Regions from separate parts of the Mus musculus genome. Here regions 1, 2, 4, 5, 6 and 7 are each linked to region 3. The links are chromatin contacts, called in public promoter capture Hi-C maps. All regions are on one chromosome and are shown on one strand. Each heading gives the region's core, a stretch centred on a gene start, on an enhancer-like site or on the middle of the called end of the contact. The rest is flanking DNA. Distances are from core to core; before and after follow the strand shown. Region 1 holds the start of Uvrag (UV radiation resistance associated gene). Region 2 holds the start of Wnt11 (wingless-type MMTV integration site family, member 11). Region 3 holds the start of Neu3 (neuraminidase 3). Region 4 holds the start of Plekhb1 (pleckstrin homology domain containing, family B (evectins) member 1). Region 5 holds the start of Ucp2 (uncoupling protein 2 (mitochondrial, proton carrier)). Region 6 overlaps Dgat2 (diacylglycerol O-acyltransferase 2). Region 7 holds the start of Coa4 (cytochrome c oxidase assembly factor 4).

Region 1 (2,805 bases), core at 57-2,556, 690 kb before region 3:
ACGTTGCTTCCCTACTCATCCGGCACCTCATCCGGCACCGGGTTGGGGGGGTGGGGTGCAACATTGCTCTTTCCTTTACATTCCGATGCACTCTATGCCTGGCCCTCTCTCCCATAGCCTCTGCGCTCCTAAGTGGCTCCTTCCTGTCTCTTGCAAGGATGGAAAGTTACAGAAAGGGTCTGAGGGAGCTCGTCCTGTGGACCGTGGTGGAGCAGCTGCTCTCAAGTCTAAAGCAAACTATTGCTGCTGAGCACAAGCTGGAGTCAGACTCTGTATTTGGAAATCCATCCCCACCAGAAACACTAACAGAGAGGCAGTGAGCAAGCTTGTTCCTAGAACTGAGAAACCGGGACAATAAAACCAGCTATCTCATGGAGTTGTGACGATTCAATGCTCACTTTGCACAGACCCAGCTCGGTAACCTCTCCATGACTGACAGTTTCTCCAGGTCCTCTTCAATGCTAAGGTTCCTGCAGAGTCTCCCCGAGGGACTGAGGGAGGCCAGTGGAAGATGTACTGATAGGCGGGTGTTGCCAAGAATTTTGTCAGATTCCCAAAGTCAGTGTTCTCTTGTCCTTATTACACACACACACACACACACACACACACACACACACACACACACACACGTGAGATACAAGCTATGAATATTTACTTCAAATCCTCCTTCCAGACACTCACCCGAGGGAGTGGAGTGTGCCATGAGGATCTGAGATTGGAAAGGAAACCCCAACGTCCCAAATACCTTCCTCAGGAGGAGCGGAAGGAAGCACCCGAAACGCTAAGAATAAGTGCAGAAAACCGACTCCTCGATCGGGGAGCGAAAGGGAAAGCGCGGCGGCGGCCAGCGGGGCAGGGCTCCCCGGCGCCTTCTTGGAGGGATGCGGGGGTCTGAGCGCGGGAACGGCCGGGGAGGGGGCTCCTCCTCCTGTCAGCCCTCCTCAGCCCTGCGAGCCCCGCCAACCTTCTCCGCCCCCCGGCTCGCGGCCGGCTCACCTGCTGAGACGGCAGCTCCACATGCAGGGCCCGCGCGGGGGCACCGGACGTCAGCGCGGCGGACGGGCCCGGGGGTGGCAGGGGCACCGGGCCCCCGAGCGAGGCGCAGGAGCTCATCTGGACCCCTGAGCCGCCGAGCGGCCAGGTGGGCAGTCCTCCCGCATCGGCCGCTGCCTCCCGAGCTGTGATTCGCAGAGCCCCTACAGCCTAGAAACCGGGCACCGAGAGCCCCAGCAGCTCTGCGCCCGCGCTGGCCACCGCCGCTGGCTAAGGAAGAGCCATATTACCGCAGTGCAACCCCTCCACCCGGCCCAGAGCTGGCGTGCTCATTGGTTCCGTTTCTGAGAGGGCGGGACCCGGTGGCGGCCAAGGGACGTGCTATTGGCCAGTGGGCCCGTCCGTCGTCGGCCGCAATGGCTAGGGGCGGAGGGACTCTAGGATGGCCTCAATTGCGTCTGTCAAACCCGGGCTAAACCTGGGGCGTAACTTCTCTTTGCCTCAGCCTAATTGGCCCTTTCCCTATTGAGGGGTGTGGTCTCCTAGGGAAGCCTCGTGGGCTATTGCTCTAGAGCGCTGTCAGTTGTCAGTGAAACAGGGACGGCTTCTTGATTAGGTAGAGCGCGCGCCTGGTATGTCGTGTCACGTGCAGAAGTCTGGAGAGTCACCTGATTAGTGAGAGTCAGTCCTCTAAGCCACTTCCGCCCTAACCTAGTTGCTATGGTAACAGAGCCTCCAGTGGAGGGCGGGGACCCGCTTGGCACCAGCTGAGTCGGGATGGATGGATGGTCTGACTTCCCGAAGTGTTCTCATCCACGTACAAAAAAAAAAAAAAAAAGCCACGCTTTATGACTGAGAGGGGGAGCCGCCACCGAGCCGCGATCACTGAGACCAAAGATCCATCGGGCAGTCCACCAGCTCTTCAGTGATCCACTCAGACCTGCAAGTCCACGCCCCTTCTAGCTTCTATAACTAGTAAGCTTAGCCACAAAGTGTGCCAGCCAGCCAAGAGACTGTCTCACCTCTGCTGGTGGGATGCTTATGCTCTGCCTAGAAAGCCTTTACTGCTTGTGACTAACGCTTGCTTAGCCATCGTATTTCAGCTGGGGCAGGAGTCCTTCCAAAAGACTTCTCTGAAACTCCGAATTAGGAAACTTGCCTTTACCACAGACCTGCTTATTCTATTGTGTTGTCTTTGTTTGTTTACTTGCTTTGCGCGGGGGCGGGGCGGGGGGAGGGGCGAGATTTGGCTGACCTGCCACTCACCATGTAGCTCAATCTACCTCAGCTCCCCAGGTGCTGGGACTACAGGAGTGTGCCACCACAGCAGCCTCCACTTTGTCTTTTAATAGTCATTTAACACACACAGCCTCCCCGAATTCAAACACTCATATGTGAATTCCTCAACCAAAAGACCTTGTCTGATTCGTCCCTGGATCCGCATTGCTTGCAGATAATAGAGAAATGAATATGAAGGTACAGCTCAAATGCCCTCCCTTCCCTGAAGACTTCTTTGACCATAATAGCAGCTACAGCCATTGCTTCTATAAGTAGCACTGAGTCATTTTGCAGAATATTGATTCCCCCGTCCCCATAGAGTGTGAATTTCTCCACCACCTGGACTGTTATAGCTGAAAGAACACAGTGTTCAGAGAGGCAGACACAACAGGAAGCAGGCAGTTTGGGATTCTGACTGCCACCTTCTAGCTTTGTCACTGAGCAGGTCAGCTCCCCACTGTCTGTCCATGCGCTGAATAGTACTGGTGTCACTGAGGGGGGTGGTAGGTGGGCCAGTATCTGTGCCCATGAAGA
Region 2 (2,706 bases), core at 162-2,661, 990 kb before region 3:
ACCCCAGCTTGGAGTCGTGTTTGTGCCAAGCATTTCAGACTTGGGGGACTCTGTGAAGGGGGGGGGGTAATTCAAGGTTTTCTGCTTGAATTCCTCTGGATTCTGCCAGAAGGCCCCAGAAAACTATGACGTTTCAAACGTGTGTGTGTGTGTGTGTGTGTGTGTGTGTGTGTGTTCAAGCCTGTACATTTGAAACACACAGGCGTGCATAGGCTACACAGGTATGTATAATAATAGCGGATACAGAGAGAAGATCAGACGAAGATCAGAAAGCTGGAGTCCAGGTCTTTGCTTTTTAATAAAAGGGAAAACTTAGGCTGGGGTGGTTGAGGAATTGCCCAAACTCACAGAGCCAGATGAGAACCGCTCTTCCCTGTTCCAGAGACCCCCCCCCCCCCAAGTCTGGCACCTCCTTCCTCAGACTCTGTAGACCCTTTTGGAAGGAATCCCTTTGTCCTTGCTGCTCCAGAGAGGAGAGGGGCTGTGTATGACTCGGGGCGAATGCCAGGTGTTGGTAAATTTGGGAGAAGCCTGGAAGGGAGTTAATGAGGTGAGAATGATGAGAAGGGAGTCAAGCCTCAGAAAGCAGCTCCGCAGGCTGCAAGCGGGCGGGGTGGCGGCTCCTCCGCGGCCCTAGCTCGCCGCCTGGCGGTCCCAGAATCAACCTCTTGCAGGCCTGGAGCTTCCCTGCTCTGCTAGGGAGCTTTGGCGCTGCCTCGTCCGGACCGAGGCACTGAAGTGGCAAGTCTGAAGTAGCTCTTCAGGCGCTGGAGATGCCTCAGTGTGTAAAGAGCACCCACCTCCACCCCATTTTTGCAGTTTCCCCTTCCCTTACTGGAAAGTAGGTGCCCAGAAATAGCACCGTCTTCTGTGTTCTCCCTGCCCTTAGCTTACCCGGCACAGGTAGACAAAATAGCTCAACAGCCCAGCACCAGACGGGTGCTCACTAACTGAACAGCCTAACAACTAACTGAACAGATGTTTCCACATCTCTGGGCCTCGGTTTCCTCATCTGAGATGGATGGAGTGACAATACCCATCACAGGTCTGAGAGGAGTAAAGATGGCTGGCTACACTGGGAGACTGTTCTCTGTAAAAGGAGAATTCTGCTCAGATCACCCCATTCGCAGATGAATAAACTGTAGACTCATTAAAGCTGCAATAACTAATAATCGATATCGTGGATTAGTATAGGAGCCTAAATCATATTCCGGATCAGTTCCTCTCCTTGCGGTCGCTACGTCAGTTGGTTTTCGCGCTGCTGCTGGTGGTGGGGTCTCCTCCTTGCGGTCCTCTCCAGACTCTCTGCTGGGTCTCCCGAGAACCTCCTATCTGCTTCACCCTGTCCTTCCTGGGCCGCTCAACCCTGATCTGCCCTGGGCGACACGCCCTCGGCCGCGCTAGGGTCTCACCTAATCCGAGCCTGACGCCGGCGGGTCTCGGGCGGTTCGGGGAGAGAGCGGACTCCTTCCTCGCTCAGCCTCCCCGGCCCGACCCCTCCTTTGTAATTTGAATAAAACGCCTCCCAGCCCGCGCGCCGCCTTAACCCGCCGCCCTGTTCTCCGTGATTGCAGGCGGCGTGCGCGCAGGAACAGCAGCGGTGGCCTGCAGGCGGCGGAGTTCGGTGCGGCTCCTGCAGGGTGCGACCCCCGGGAGCGCCGGGCGCGCGCGACGATGAGGGCGCGGCCGCAGGTCTGCGAGGCTCTGCTCTTTGCCTTGGCGCTCCACACCGGCGTGTGCTATGGCATCAAGTGGCTGTAAGTAGGACTCCGTTTTCACTCCAATGGGCCATTGGGCGAGAAGCTGGAGAGGTTGGGTGAGCCCACCAAAATCTGCGAGGCTAAGTTGGCTTGGGCGTCGTGGGCGAGCCGTTCTTAGCTCGGCGACTTCTTCTGTGATATGCTGTTCTTACCCTCCGCGGGCTTGCGAAGTGGGTGAGCGGATTTTCTCATCCAGGCCAGGGTTGCTCAAAGGCCAGTGAGGGACTAGGGAAACATCCTCTCCAAGTGGCACAACTCAGAGAGAGTCTGCTCAGTTCAGGACACAGGGTCCAGTTCGGGATCATGGCCTGTCAGCCTCCAGGAGGTCTGCTAAGAGAGTTTTGACCCCTTCCACCTGGGGACCTTGGGGGAAGTGTCACCTTCTGGGGCCTCCGAGTACTCGGTCTGTCAGAAGGATAGTTAGTACCGGCTCCTTGGGATCTGATTGGAGACTCCCTAAAGAGCTGCTGAAGGTCCGAAGCTAAGGGATGTCCTGGAAGGATAAATGGTCGCTGGGGGCAATTTTCCTGGTTTCCTCGTGCAGTGCTAGTTCCTCCTGTGGTGGCTGCCGTAGGCAGTGTGAAAGGAGTGGGATATGGGGAAAGGCAGCCCCTTCCTGAAGGATCTGTCCCTGGGCTGGGAGAGATAAGCCCGGGCTGTAAATAACTTTCCAGGGGTTGTAAGAGTGGAGGCTCCGGGGCTCGGAGGAGGGCAGCCTGGTTGGGTCACCCATGAGGGTTACAGAGATTTTCTAGAGGCTGCCACTTTTGGCTGCACAAGTGAGGAGTTTGGCAGGTAGGAGATATGGAGGACACTCTCAGAGTACAGTGCCCGGAGTGGGAGAGTCAAGAACAGGAATGTGTCTGCCTTGCTCAGGTCATGGTTAGGGAGCCTGCAGATCAAACAAGGGATTGATAGATTATGGGCACTGAAGAGGGTCGGTCCA
Region 3 (2,813 bases), core at 233-2,732:
TACAACTTGAAATGACAAAAAGCTACTTTACTGGCTTGCAATCATTCATTAGACTACACTTTGTTATTATCTTGGAATACAAACTTACAAACATTTACAGTGAAACAGCATATTACCTTAGCTGGCAGCAGCCTCACACAATCCATGCTTTCAGAATCTCTTGACACCATTTTTTCTTGTGTTTGACTTCATTTCATGTTTCACTCATCATGGCTCCAGCCGCAATAGGCATATATATGGAATATATATATATATATATATATATATATATATATATATATATATATTCTCCATACAGCCTAGCTGAGCCATACGATGTGCATACACACTGATGAAGTTCTCACAATGAAACCACATCATTGTTGTGTTCTCAGTACCAAGCCCCATCATTAAGCACTGCATTATTCTATCAATTACAACCTCCTCTTAGCACCTGGGCTGGTCTTGAACTTGTGATTCTCATGCCCCAGCCTCCTGAGTGCTTGGATTAACAGGAGCCAGGCCCCATGACTGGCTCTCATTTGTTAAAGGTTAGTAATGTGTACTTATCAGGACCATTCAAAAATGCTTTATAAACGTTAAGGCACTATACAAATTGATGTCTTTAATTATTGTGAATGCTGACCTTTTTACAATTCAGTTTTGGTTCTGCCATCACCTCAACAATTAAATTGTCATTAATTTTCACTATGATTATTCTAATAATAATGATGACAGTGGTAACACAGTGGCCTGGTCACACCTAAAGGATTCACCCAAACTATGTGCTCAGAACTAGGGGCTGAGAAGAATCTAGTACAGGTCTGCTTTGGAGTTGTTTGCTTTAGCAGATAATTCTGATTATTAATTACTGTTCCATACTCTCTCACCTTCCAACCAAGTCCTCTCTATTCTCTTTCTTGGGGAGAGTACAGTTTAGCACGACTTCTGAAGTCAGCCTTGTTTGAAGAGGAAAACTTAGGGGAGACCACTCAGTTGCAAATCTAGTATCAAAAACATTCCACCTTGGAACCTTTTTGGTCGCCCACAACTCCTCTATAGTAAGAAGACTTCACAGTCTCGGTTTGTTCCCACAGTTCTAAACTACAGCTGAAGTTTGGCTTTAGATGGAAGAAAGCAAAAGTAGAATGGTCCTAGCTGATTCTGGCTGACTCAGTCTTCCTTCCTGATGCAGGTCCCCACAGTCCCCGGCCGAATTCCGGGTGACTCTCACCCCAGCTCACCGGCTCCGGAGGCTCTCTGGGCTCTCCCGTGGAGTCTCGGAAGAAGGCCTGAAGCTGAGCTGGGGCGATGGAGACTGGATAACAGCGACAGAAACCACAGACGCTGAAACGAACCCAGTGACCGCTGCGCAAGAACTGGCAGTAATGAGACAAATATCCCAGGAGCAGAAGGAATGCGCTGGGGAGCAGGCGCCAGAGGACTGAGAGCAGCGTCTGGGTGTCAACCTCCCCGGCCAGGCCACGCCCCTTCACCGCGCAGTGCCCGCCCTGCTTGCTTCTCCACGCCCTTAACGATTGGTCTGTGGAAGGTATCACCGCCTAAAACTTCCCTAGACAGTCTAATTGTCGAACAAAGGTTCCGAGGCTCAGAGGGGACTCCTAAAAAGATAAAAGGTGGAAGGGGGTGTTTTCACACAAAGCACTGGACATTCTCCTTGCAAAAGGTTCCAAAATGTATATATTTATCAGGGCCTGGTGGTGCGGGGCTGTGGACTTTGCTAGTGTGGTAGAGACTGTTAAATTTCATCTGTCTGGACTACAAAATGAGTTTAAGGCCACCCTGAACAATTGCCCTTCTCGCAAGATTTTTAAAAAAAAGTATAAACAGAGCCGAGAAACCAGTTAGGTGGCAGAGCACTCGCCTAGCAGGTGCAACGTCCTAGGTTCACTCTCCTGTACCTTCGATAACTTATTGTATATTGTCTACACACATTTACATACATGTATCTGTCACCAAGTACTGAATCCATTCTCTTGTTTCACAATCACACGCAAGGACCATCCCATTCTTCCCCACCTACCAAAATCAAAAGAGGAAAAGGCCCCTCTTGACACACTGCAGCATCTAAGAGATCAGCCAGGGGTGGGGACAAAGAAAGCTAAAAATGACTGTTAAAAAAAAACAACAACAACACAAACAAACAAACAAACAAAAAAACAAACCGAAACAAACAAACAAACAAAACCCATCAGGTCAACAAGGCTACCAGAGGAGACTAAAAAGAAAATGAAAAAGTCACGACCAAAACAAAAACCCAAACAAACAAACATAAAAACCAAGATGTGGAGTACATTGGTATCAAAATTCACAGTGGTTCCTTATGTACCAGGTTAACATAATGAACTAGGACATTTAGCATAGTGGCATTACCCTGTGGGGAGTGACTTGTATTTGACTTATAATAGTAAGATGTATGATAGCACCCTTCACCTTATAATATAAGAAATCACACCCCCAAGTGTGGGTCTAACCACAGTAAGATAGAAAGCAGCACAGCAGGGCCGATTCGGCCGGACCCCATTCCTCCTCTGCCTGTGAGGATGCCAGGGGGCAGGGCCCTGTCCACCAAGGAGCAAAGTGACTTCCTTTTATTTCATCCCAGTCATGTTAGGAGTTTCTCTCCCAAATGGCTGCCTCCTCTAGTTCCAGTGTAAGAATATGGGGTCTTCTTTCTTTGAAGTGAACTTGATACTCAGAAGTAGAACTCACATGGAGAGAAACAATTGAAACTCATTTTTTTTGTTGGAACCAAGTAAAACATAAAGGAATTTGTCAAAAGATGAAGGGAAAGATGGAATATTAACTTAAAG
Region 4 (2,849 bases), core at 4-2,503, 830 kb after region 3:
TGGCTACATAGTAAAGCCAGACTGGGCTATATATTAGATTCCTCACTACCACTTCACAAACAACTCTTCAAACAAACTACACATCACAACACACACACACACACACACACACACACACACACACACACACACAGAGTGCAGAGAGAAGCCAGGCTCCATCCCGGTTTCGGATGTTAGCGTTCTCTAGCTCTGTAAAGCACCACAGTGCTATAACGCAGCATGGAGCCCTCCCAATACAACTCTAGCTACCAGTCTACTGGAGGAGACTGGAGGTGAAAGTAGCCAATGCAAAGAGTGTGGCTTACCCAGGAGGAAGTCGCTCTTTGCCCAAGGGGTTCAGAAAGGCTTCCCCAAGGAAGCTGAGGGGTCGTGAAGGGGAAGTAACATTTCCCCAGTGTGGATCAAAGAACCTCACATAAGCACTGCTGGAAAGTCCAGGTCTTTAGTAGGCTTAGAAGATGAATGAGGGGTTGGGGAGAAGATGTGGGTTGGCAAGGGATAGCGCTGCAGAGGGTACCAGGCTAGAACAAGGACTGGGAGGCAGTGGACCGTGTGTATAGTGACTGCCTGGGGGAAATACGGTCAAAACAGGGGGTTAGGTCATATGATTAGCGGGTTACATGGTCCTGTCCCCTGGATCCGACCCTCCACAGTCGCTACTTTGACTAGCTCAGTCCATTCCCCACCTCTGCAGGAGCAGAGAATCCCAGAGACCAGGGCATTACCTATTTGGGAAGCCCCCCCCTTACTTCTTCCTACCCCAGAAACTCGTCCTTACCGGGGTTGCCGGGCTCATGGTTCCTGATGGTCAGAGCTGCATCCCCAAGAAGGTTCCAGAAGTGGGGCTTGACTCTGCCTTAGAGATAAAGGGATCAGGAAAGAGCTACCAAGCAGGCGCTGAAGGGAGAGGTAGGGAGGGACCGCACCAGTCCTAAAGAAAGTCACCCTCTTTTCCAGCCCCCTCCCGGGCTTTCCTGGCTGAGATCTCCTCTGTCCTTCTGTTTTTGGCCAAGTCACCTGGTGATTCCGAGGTGGTGTTGATCCAGGTCTCCAAGATAGGGTAGGGAGGAGGGTGGAATAAAGGAGACTGGAGATGGGGCAAGGCAGGTTCTCTGGCCCAGTTTAGGGCAGGGCTAAGTTTTCATTCTGAGGCCTAGCAGGCTGTGTCCATCTCCATCTCCCCAGTCGTGGCTGTGCGGCCTGGCTCCTTAAGTCTCCCTTCTTGGCTCCCCGGTCTCTTTAATCTTGACCCAGAGCCACCCCAGTGCTTCAGCCCTTTCGTGCTGTGCGTGCTCTGGGGGATTTAGCACAACAGATCCTATTAGCCAGTAGCTCATCCCCTCTTAGCAGCCCCAGCAACCGCATCTTTCAAACTACGCTGTTTTTCATCTCTGTGCCTTTAACTCATTCTCTGGTCTCTGGAAAGTCTCAACCCTACCCAATTTTGACTAATTTTTCTCCTTTCTATAACCGGGATGGGAGGAAGGAGAGAAAGAGACAGATGCCGGGCAGTGGTGGCGCACGCCTTTAACCCCAGCACTTGGGAGGCAGAGGCAGGCGGATTTGAGTTTGAGGCCAGCCTGGTCTACAGAGTGAGTTCCAGGACAGCCAGGGCTACACAGAGAAACCCTGTCTCAAAAAACAAAACAAGAGCCGGGCGTGGTGGCACATGCCTTTAATCCCAGCACTCGGGAGGCAGAGGCAGGCGGATTTCTGAGTTCGAGGCCAGCCTGGTCTACAAAGTGAGTTCCAGGACAGCCAGGGCTATAAAGAGAAACCCTGTCTCGAAAAACAAAAAACAAACAAACAAACAAACAAAACAAAAACAAAAAAAGAAATAGACAGATGGAAGAAAAAGAGAAGGAAGTTGAAGGGAGGAGGGAAGAGTGGAAAGGAACGGGAAGGAAGGAAGGGAGACAGGGAGCTATCTCTCCCGAGAATATTGGCAGGTTAAGCCGCTAAAATACTTCTATAGTCGCTATTATGTTGATAATGATCAGTTAAATTCTCATCTAGATACTCCTGAAGTTCATTTTCCTGCACATACGCAGAGGTTTGGGGGCAGGGTGATCTGACTCCCTCATTAGCAGCTCTGAAGATTCTCCTTTGCTGCTCTGGTTACCTTGAGGAAAAAAAAAAAAAGGCTTTTAAGTCAAACAGCCACGGGGATGCGCAGGATAACAGCTGATGACGCCAACTCCGGAAAGCAGCTTCAGCCTGGGCTGTTTCCAGCGGTTTGGATTACTAGGCTTGGTGAACTCTAGGTGAACCGGCTGCGACCAGCTGTCTCCATCTACTAGAGAGGGACACGCGTCCTCTAGTGGCCTAGAGAGGGACTGCTGTAACTGTTCTCCAGAAGCAAAGCATCGATTGTTCCAAAAGCAAACCTCCCTCCGTGCCTGTGACTGGCATTAAAGCGGTCAGGAGGAGATGGGTCCAACACGAGGCCGCTGACTGTATAAGTGGGTTGCTCAGCCTCATTTAGTCACCAAAGACACCTTCCTTCTCTGGTGTTGCTCATTAGGCCTAATAGAAAGCTTCTCCGGGCAATTTCTTACCTACTGTGGTACATGTCAGCTGGTAACTGATAGAAGAAGCGGCAGGGACAGAAGAGTGGCACTGACAGACTGGCCATGAAGGTGGCAAGGTGACAAGGTGCTTAACAGTTAAAGAAAAGCTGTCAGGACAGAAAGAAGGGTGACAGAGGCAGAGAGATGGCAAGAGAGCTAGGAGAACTGAGACTAGCCCCGGTCGCGGAAGGAGCCAATAAGTCTTTAGGGCCGGTCAGCTGTAACGCTGACCGCCACCAAGGGCTGAGGATTCCTTGTGAGTAGGTCTGCCTGAAAGCT
Region 5 (2,700 bases), core at 191-2,690, 660 kb after region 3:
TATTGGGTGCATTGCGAGTGAGCAATGGGCAGAGTAGAGTACTGTCAGCTTTGTAAGATCACCACCAGCTATGTTGGGATCACTATCCACCCACCAGCTATGGGGTTTTGCCACTTGATAGTGAAGGTTTATTTTATCTAGTCTTGTTTAAAGTAAGCCAGCTGGCTAATAAAGCCACACTGGGTGTTCAGGATCCTTTCCTGGGTACGTTTTTAAGCACAAAACCCATGTTTTAGGGTGACATACTTCAGCTAACAAAACAAGTTAGCCAGTAGTGGAACCACAGAAGCCAAAAGGTAAGATCAGTACATTTAGAGATTTTTCCAGAACGATGGACATTGATGGTTCTGTCTGTGTGCTGAGTTTTACAGTTGAATGGTACTTCCATCATGGAGTCAGATGTGCTAAGGTCTGGGGTCCTATTAAGGTCTGGGGCCTCTCACACTTTCTTGTTCTGGAAAATAATGGTTAATGATGACCTGGAAAGATTATCGTTAGGTGCCTGCGCCGCCTACCTGATGCATAGTAATTGCTTTCCACAAACGTTCACCCAGCCCCCTCCTCCCACTGCACTTTCCACAGCAGCCCAAACCTACTTGAGCTTCTATTATAGTATATTCGGACCCCTGGTCCCCGGCTTCCTGCTCTTGGGCGCCTAATTCCTAGGCAAGCAAAAAGGGTTCCACGCCCTGATCTAATCTCTTAAAACTCCGGGGCTAAGGAGGATAAAAACAAAAGAAGAAACCGACGGAGAGTACCAAAGCTTGAACACAAATTGAGGCAAATTGAGACCTGCTTCCTACCCCCACAATGCACGTTAGTCCCCGACACAGGGCCCAAGTATTGCTTTCACGTCCCCCACTCCTACGTGGCCATTATCTCGCTGAGGTCCCGTCCACCTGCTGAGTTTGTCCTCGCTGGGCTGGAGTGCAACAGGCGAGGCTCTGCCCTGCCCTCTTCCTTGCGGGGCGCCAGCCTGGCTGCACTCGGTGCAGAGGGGAGGGGAGGCCAGGTGTTCTCGCCCCACTCCAGCCGTTAGGTGCCAGTGTCCCCCGGGACCTGACTGGGAGCGGCAGAAGGCGGGAACGCCAGCCTTGCCCCGTCACCACACCCGGGTTTGTTCCGGTCCCCGAAGCCCGCGCTCCGCCCGGTCCCCAGGTGCCTTGCAGGGAGGGGGAGGGGAGACTTGAAGGGGTAAGGGGTCGCGATCCAGAGCAGCTGGCCAGTCAGTCTGCCTGTCCTCACAAAGAGATTGTCTGCCCCGGGAATAGAAGGGGAAGATCTGAGACTGGAGCCTCTGGGGGGACCTAGGGGTTTCAGGCAACCACAGATGGAAACGCCTCCTCACCCGGGGGCGTGGGCCGCCCTGGCTCCGCCTCGTCACGCCACGCCCCGACCACGCCCTCTAGACTTAAGTTCTGTAGGCGCGGGTTCGCAGCTACTGTCAGTTCCGCCCTCGGTGTCGTCGGGTCGCCAGCTTCCTGGGCAGCCACCACTCTCCCGCCGTCGGACACAGCCTTCTGCACTCCTGTGTTCTCCTGCGGTCCGGTGAGCGTGCCCCATCCCTTCGCTGGCCGCACCTGCTCTCTCCCACTCCATCTGTCTTTTCTCTTTCTTTTCCCTTCCCTGGAGTCCTAATTTGCCCTCTCTAGGTTTCTTTCCTCCTAAATACGCCCTTTGTTATTTGCCTCTGACGTCCAGTTGGTCGAAGGTTAAAACCTTCATCTCTTTACTTCTTCCCCTCAGCCTCGATGTTCCCAGCCTGACCCGGGCGGGGTGGGGGAAGGGGCTTTCACGTCAGCGAAGATCAGAATGACTGTCACCAGGAGGCTCTGGGCCATGTGCCCTAAAGCCTGTTCTTGTATCAAGGGTTGTTTGTGCCTGGAGGAGCCTTGGAGTTTGTTTGGCCTTTGTTACACTATCTTATGTGGCTGCCTGCCGGAGGTGGAAGTAGGGACACAGGGAGACTGGACCTGCCTTATCCTGATTCAACACAAATAGATATAATGCTCCACTCAACAGTTTTGTGACTGTATCCCCCAGGCACAGCACAGCTGCCTGTCTACATAACTGTCTGAGAAACAAATTTGGAAGTGAGCCAACGTGTGGGAGTAAAGACTCCTGAGTTCTTCCCCTAGACCCTGGCTGCTCTGAGTGAGAACTGAGCCTTGCATGGGTCCCTCCCAGCAAGGCTGTCTGAAAGGACTTGTGTGACAGATGACCCTTCCTTGCAGGGCGGTGGTCCTGCAAAGACAATCTTCCTTTCTAAACTTGGCTTCCTTCCTCTCCCCCACAGGACACAATAGTATGAACTTTAAGTGTTTCGTCTCCCAGCCATTTTCTATGGAAAATCGAGGGGATCGGGCCATGGTAGCCACCGGCAGCTTTGAAGAACGAGACACCTTTAGAGAAGCTTGACCTTGGAGGCCTCAGCCTGAGACCTCAAAGCAGCCTCCAGGTAAGGAGTCCCGGCTAAGGAAGCCTTCTCTCAGGCCTGGGGCCTAGGGCTGCTCAGCAAGACAATAAAAATTCCCCTCCTCCCACCCTGATGAGAGCCTCTTCACAGCTCAGCAATCCCCTTCTTCATCCCTGATCACCTTCTGGCCCGTAAAGATGGCGGACCCCAGTGTATAAGGGGAGAACCTGAGTGGGGTGGGGACTGGTTCCAGGTGGCCTTGGCAGTCAACAGCAGAGCTGGGG
Region 6 (2,700 bases), core at 136-2,635, 660 kb before region 3:
AGAGACAGTGCCTGAAGACCTGGCTCCAAGAACAGACACGTGGTGCTCTGCAGCAGATCTGTCCCATGTGCTCAGACACTAACCTGTGCTGAGGACATAAGGCCTGGGCATGAGGAGGAGGTCCCAAGAGAGCAGTGTTTGCTTTCACCCCAAATGATTCTAGCCGGCAGGCAGTGAAGCACCCAGTCAGCCTGCACAAATAGTGTCACAAAGCCACCGCGGGCAGGAGAGTCCCTGGGGAGGTCATCCAGCAGAGGGGATAGGGACTGGCATTGGGATCTCAGGACCCTCTAAGGCCAGAATCCATACAATGGGACCACCAGCAGGCTCTGTGTAATGGCTTTCAACCCTTATTTTCAACCCCCACGATGTCTACCGAAACCAAGTGAGCAGCACCCTCACATCCAAGAGGAGCGTGCTTGTTCTGAGAGCTCAAGAAGCCTAAGGAAAGTCAGAGTAGGTCTCAAACCTGGCAATGCATGCTCTACGGCAAAGCAACACACCTGCTCTTGGCTGGCAGATAAGCTGGACTGACTATAAGAAGGGCACGAGCTCCGGGCAGCCCACAGCACCAGAGGCAAGTAGGTTGGGCAAGTTAAAGCTGCCAAATGAAGAAGCCATACTACATCTATGGACTAAGGTTTCTGGCATGCCTAATGGTGGAATGTTTGACCTAAACATGGGAGTGAGTGGAAAGCAGCTGGGGAAGAAGATGACTTCACTGGATGCAACCATGTCCACCCCACCCCCATTCACCACCACCCTAGGTGAGCTTACCTAGCACCAGGAAGGATAGGACCCATTGTAGTACTGAGATGACCTGCAGCTGTTTTTCCACCTTAGATCTGTTGAGCCAGGTGACAGAGAAGATGTCTTGGAGGGCTGAGAGGATGCTGGAGCCAGTGCCTGCAGGAGAAGACGTCCGTTTGTTTACAAGCCTGCTCCCCAGCCTCAGACACCTCAATGTAACACCCCTCCCACAGATGCCTGGCTAGACAGCTGAATGTGGGCCACAGAATGAGAAATAACTGAACCCTCACTCGGCGACCAAATGTCTCTCTGATGGCTGCTTTACAGCCTTCCCTAAATCATAGAAAACAAGGGGATGTCGTACTGGGGAAGCTAAGAGCAAGCTGTGGATTTGGGCCATATATAGGAGGCCAGATCTCTTCCATCTCCTATGCTCCAAACACATATCTTCCTTTATCTGAGTCTAGTACAAATATTTAGTCTTTGATACCTGTGGCTATGAGGCCAAGGACAGAAGTCCAACATCCAATTTGCAATATTTTGTTTTGATTTTTGTCCAAGTGTACTTTGCGCCTCCGGATCCCTGCCCCACTCCCTTTACTCTGGACAGCCTTCTTTCCATGAAGTTGACTCTCATCCTAGACCACTACCAGCTTAAGAGGGATTTACATTCATCCTCGATGCAGTTCCCAAAGCTTGGGGCTGAGGGAAGATTCGGGGGTATCTTACTTCTCCTAAAGTGAAGAGCTACACTCCCCAGCATGGCAGATAAAACCCAAGCTGGTGTTTGGAGTGGTGGTTTTTTTGTTTTTTTGGTTTTTTTTTGTTTTTTCGAGACAGGGTTTCTCTGTATAACCCTGGCTGTCCTGGAACTCACTTTGTAGACCAGGCTGGCCTCGAACTCAGAAATCTGCCTGCCTCTGCCTCCCAAATGCTGGGATTAAGGGTGTGCGCCACCACACCCGCCTTGGAGTGGTGTTTAAGCAAAGACACACAGGACACACGGAAGCACCTGATCCAGGGCTGTACCTATGTTTGCTTCTAAGCAAGTGCCAAGACTGGAAATCAGGACAACGTGTGCTTGATTAATTGGCTCTGTAGTTGTAGACCCAGGATGACCCCTGGACTCTAAAAGCTAAAGGTAATGCCGCCAGGAAGCCTGGTGCCTACAGGAGAGGTGGCACTAGGGAAGACAAATGACTCTGTCACAATTATATCCTTAAGGGTCTTATGACCTTTCATTCCCTGGACTATATGTGGGGACAAGTCTCAAGCATATGTATAAGAGGAATGAAATTCCAAGATATAGTCTAAACTCCTGACATAAGGCTGGTTGGCTACATCACTGTCATCAACAATGGCTGAGGGCTAAGCATAGGTGCCTATCAGGCAAGGCCAGGTACCCCACTGGCAGGAAGACAAAAGGTGTTGTAGCGATGCCTTGTCCAAAGCATTCTTTGAGGACACACCGTCATATCACCTGTGAGCAGGTTAGAAATGCCAGGGTCCACTGAGTCAATTCTGCAGTTGACAATACTCCCAGGTGCTAAATTTGAGAAACAACTAGAAGTATCTAAGTCTCACATGGAGTAAGAGAGTGAACCAGGGTTCAGCCTTCTGCTAGGCAGGAAAGAAATGCATGACAAATGCCTTCTGCTGTCAGCCCCACCACTGCAGTAGGCAGAACCTCAGGCTAGAGTTCGGAGGGGTGGTTAAGGAAAGGCACATAGGGTATAGGAAGACACCTTGAGCCTGCTGGGAAGTGAGGCCCAAGCCCAGGCCTGAAACCTTCACCCTACGCTGGCAGGCCTTGCATCTCAGTCAGCAAAGTCAACCATAGCTGGGCCAGCACTCAGCTGGGGGGTGGGAGGGATGGGGAGGAGGCATGCAGAAACTCCTTACTGGTCATATGACCTGCCCAAAACTGACAACCCCACGCCCCCAAAAAAA
Region 7 (2,736 bases), core at 54-2,553, 710 kb after region 3:
AAGTAGAATTTTATCTTCTCTGATGACAGGTGAAAATCACCAGACATAGATATATGATAAATACACATATATGGTAAATACATATATAAGTACATATATGCTTGATGATCTATATGTATTTATCATAAATATGTGTGATGATCTTCACTTATCATAGTAAAGAACTAAGCTTCAAGGTTGGTCCCGGTGGCACACACTTGTCATTGCAACACTCGGAGAGCTAAGGCAGGAAAGCCACAAGCTTGAGGCCAGCCTGAACTACATATTCAAGGCTAGCTACTACACACAGTAGCTACTGCTACATAGTGAGACCCTATCCCCCCAAATACAAATAAAATACCCAAAACAAAACCAAAAATAGATACAAAACATAATAATGGTATGTGAAATGACAGATAATCAATAAAATGAGCTTTTCTCACAGAATTTAGGAAGGTTGATTGTGTGTGTGTGTGTGAGAGAGAGAGAGAGAGAGAGAGAGAGAGAGAGAATTCAATGGTCAGGAATGACACAGAATGCCATTCAGAGGTAAAAGAGGATTAGAGTTGTCTGGATATGGCTAGGTGCAATAACTCACTTTCCACCCTGAAGCCTAGAGAGATGGAAAGTTAAGAAAAGGGTCTCCAGGGAGCTTGTGTGCACTGTCAATGAAAGTGGGGAAGAGAAGGCAGGCAGAGTGAGGAAAGATCAATCCCTTGGCCCCTGCAAGATGGTTCCTGAGTAAAGTTGCCAGCCACCATACAACCTGAGTTCAAGACCAGGACCCACATGTTAGGACAGAATCAATTCTTGCTGTTCTCTGCTCTCCACACGTGTACCTCAACGCCACACATAAATACACAAATGTAAATAGAAAATGCCTCTTCCTTTCACTTCAGCAATTAGGGCATTCTAGATCCTAGTTATGGCATGGGACACACTGTGCATACATGTTTCTTTGTTTTACTTGGGAATGAAAAATGTCCCATTTGAAATTCCTTTTCTGGATCCTGTGCCCTTCAGCTTACTTGGCAACCCATGCGGTAACACTTCAGACATGGGTCCAGTCAGAGCTCTTGCTGATGAAAAGGCATAATGGCTACCCGCCTCCTCCGTCACTCTCAGGTGGCCTGGAGTCACCTGAGGGTGTGTACACAGTCTCTCAGAACGATCCAAGGTGCCTTCCCTAGGATCCGGTCTCCATTGGTCCGCTCCTTCCGCCCTTTCCCGGAAGAGGCGGGCTGAAGGCGGGCTCTACACGGAGAGTTCACCAATGGGAATTGCAGAGGGCTCTGTTCTTCCGCGTGTGTGCTCCCGCTGGGTCGGCTTCCTGCGGAGAGAACAGGGGGCGTCCTTATTGCCTACGAATCCCCGCGTCTGGGGCGGAACGCGCTCGCACGCTCTTCTGCACCTGCGGGTGAGCACTGCGCACGCATCCCTACACCGGATGCACAGTGGGGACGGCGGGAGTGCTCCTGAAACTGGGAGAGGTGCTTCAGGGGACTTGGATGCCTGTATTTCTCTCCTTCCTCTTCCTTGTCATGCCTTACTAGAAGGCCTTGCCAAGCTGTCAGGCATCTAGCCTGCCCTTATTTCTAAGCATGGGTTGAACTCATTTTATTCAAGGAGTACCGAGGACAACATGTATTGGACATATACTGCAGTGCTATTTACAAAGTCTACCTAGTGAATCTTAAAGCGATTTTATTTTGTGTGTGTGTGTGTGTGTGTGTGTGTGTGTGTATGATTTGTTGACGGCCCTACCTAATAATACAGGTCTCCAGGCAAAGACATTTACCCTTTTATTGTGCCTCCGTAGCGGTGAGGTTTATATAGAGAAGTGCTTAAATCGTCTTGTGACCTACCCCTTTTCCTCATGATAATAGTCTTAAACTCCTAACATGGGCTGCAAAGCTTTGCTGATCAATCATTTACTTATTTCTGCCAATTTTCATTTCCTGCTCTTCTGGTTTCTCCAGTTACTGAAGTGTTTTACGAGGCTGAGAATCAAATTCAATTTACTTTTCCACGTTGGACATTTGTACTACTACCAAACTACATTTTCAGCCCAGTCATCGAACTTGTGATTCCTCTCATGTGTCTACCTCTAGCCAGAAATAGTTTTCCCATGTTTGGCTAACTCATTCATCCTTGAGTTTCATCCTGGAAGTCAGGTTCTCTAGAAAGTCTTGACAGATTAGACCTGCCTCGTTTTCCCAGCTGTCTGTACATACTGTTGTAAACTTCCAGTTTACTTGCCTAGATTGTAAACTCCATGAGGGCAGGAATTGTCTCTAGCTTGGTCTTGTTTGTATACTCTTTTTTTTTTTTTTAAAGATTTATTTATTTATTATATGTAAAGTACACTGTAGCTGTCTTCAGACGTACCAGAAGAGGGCATCGGATCTCATTACGGGTGGTTGTGAGCCACCATGTGGTTGCTGGGATTTGAACTTCCGATCTTCGGAAGAGCAGTCGGGTGCTCTTACCCACTGAGCCATCTCACCAGCCCTTGTATACTCTTAATATAGTAGCCAACACACAACACAGTAACCACCTATTAATGAATAAGACAGAAAAGAGGCATTTAGCGCCTTTATACCCCGTCGTAACAAACTTTTTGCAAAGGTTGAAGTTATCTCTATTGAAGCCTTTCCTGAGTTCTCTCTTGCTGCATTCTGTAGGGTTCTCTCTTGCTGCATTCTGTAGGGTTCTGAAACAGATGATCTTTGGGAAGCAGTCTGGGCAAATAAGCTC

Evidence for each region. Promoter capture Hi-C pulls out the DNA fragments that hold promoters and counts their contacts.
Region 1: a contact with region 3 is called in a promoter capture Hi-C map of hematopoietic stem and progenitor cells. The contact joins the promoter of Uvrag here to the promoter of Neu3 in region 3. A contact is called at or near these places in 13 of 39 promoter capture datasets (the HPC-7 cell line, cranial neural crest, embryonic stem cells and 8 more).
Region 2: a contact with region 3 is called in a promoter capture Hi-C map of embryonic stem cells. The contact joins the promoter of Wnt11 here to the promoter of Neu3 in region 3. A contact is called at or near these places in 3 of 39 promoter capture datasets (embryonic stem cells and liver).
Region 4: a promoter capture Hi-C map of liver shows a contact between it and region 3, with 2.8 times the contacts expected there. The contact joins the promoter of Plekhb1 here to the promoter of Neu3 in region 3. A contact is called at or near these places in 2 of 39 promoter capture datasets (both in liver).
Region 5: a contact with region 3 is called in a promoter capture Hi-C map of liver, with 2.0 times the contacts expected there. The contact joins the promoter of Ucp2 here to the promoter of Neu3 in region 3. A contact is called at or near these places in 8 of 39 promoter capture datasets (embryonic stem cells, fetal liver, hippocampal neurons and 4 more) and 1 of 115 datasets of contacts at active chromatin or transcription factors (memory CD8 T cells).
Region 6: a contact with region 3 is called in a promoter capture Hi-C map of liver, with 2.5 times the contacts expected there. The contact joins the enhancer-like site here to the promoter of Neu3 in region 3. A contact is called at or near these places in 3 of 39 promoter capture datasets (embryonic stem cells, liver and pre-B cells), 1 of 115 datasets of contacts at active chromatin or transcription factors (extraembryonic endoderm stem cells) and 1 of 9 other capture datasets (pancreatic islet).
Region 7: a contact with region 3 is called in a promoter capture Hi-C map of liver, with 2.3 times the contacts expected there. The contact joins the promoter of Coa4 here to the promoter of Neu3 in region 3. A contact is called at or near these places in 2 of 39 promoter capture datasets (both in liver).

What each region holds. Positions count from the first base shown.
Region 1 is chr7:99,139,838-99,142,642 of GRCm38.p6, forward strand. It overlaps Uvrag (UV radiation resistance associated gene), which reads right to left and starts at 1,307. Exons shown (of 15, transcript NM_178635.3): 1 at 997-1,307. The coding sequence starts at 1,113.
Region 2 is chr7:98,837,434-98,840,139 of GRCm38.p6, forward strand. Wnt11 (wingless-type MMTV integration site family, member 11) reads left to right here and starts at 1,412. Exons shown (of 5, transcript NM_009519.2): 1 at 1,412-1,757. The coding sequence starts at 1,675.
Region 3 is chr7:99,826,935-99,829,747 of GRCm38.p6, forward strand. It overlaps Neu3 (neuraminidase 3), which reads right to left and starts at 1,483. Exons shown (of 3, transcript NM_016720.2): 1 at 1,224-1,483.
Region 4 is chr7:100,661,141-100,663,989 of GRCm38.p6, forward strand. Plekhb1 (pleckstrin homology domain containing, family B (evectins) member 1) reads right to left here and starts at 1,254. Exons shown (of 9, transcript NM_013746.3): 1 at 1,018-1,254; 2 at 779-852. The coding sequence starts at 796.
Region 5 is chr7:100,491,918-100,494,617 of GRCm38.p6, forward strand. It overlaps Ucp2 (uncoupling protein 2 (mitochondrial, proton carrier)), which reads left to right and starts at 1,441. Exons shown (of 8, transcript NM_011671.5): 1 at 1,441-1,548; 2 at 2,297-2,458.
Region 6 is chr7:99,168,921-99,171,620 of GRCm38.p6, forward strand. Dgat2 (diacylglycerol O-acyltransferase 2) reads right to left here. Exons shown (of 8, transcript NM_026384.3): 2 at 778-906. Among named protein-coding and RNA genes, the nearest start is that of Dgat2, 12 kb to the right of the region's middle. Within about 2 kb of position 1,386, at least 15 of the 459 cell types and tissues checked have an H3K27ac peak or open chromatin away from gene starts, as enhancers often do. A contact at or near this core is called in embryonic stem cells and liver, where this site is marked.
Region 7 is chr7:100,535,797-100,538,532 of GRCm38.p6, forward strand. It overlaps Coa4 (cytochrome c oxidase assembly factor 4), which reads left to right and starts at 1,304. Exons shown (of 2, transcript NM_183270.2): 1 at 1,304-1,396. It overlaps Gm39058 (a long non-coding RNA gene), which reads right to left and starts at 1,323. Exons shown (of 2, transcript XR_869836.2): 1 at 1,008-1,323.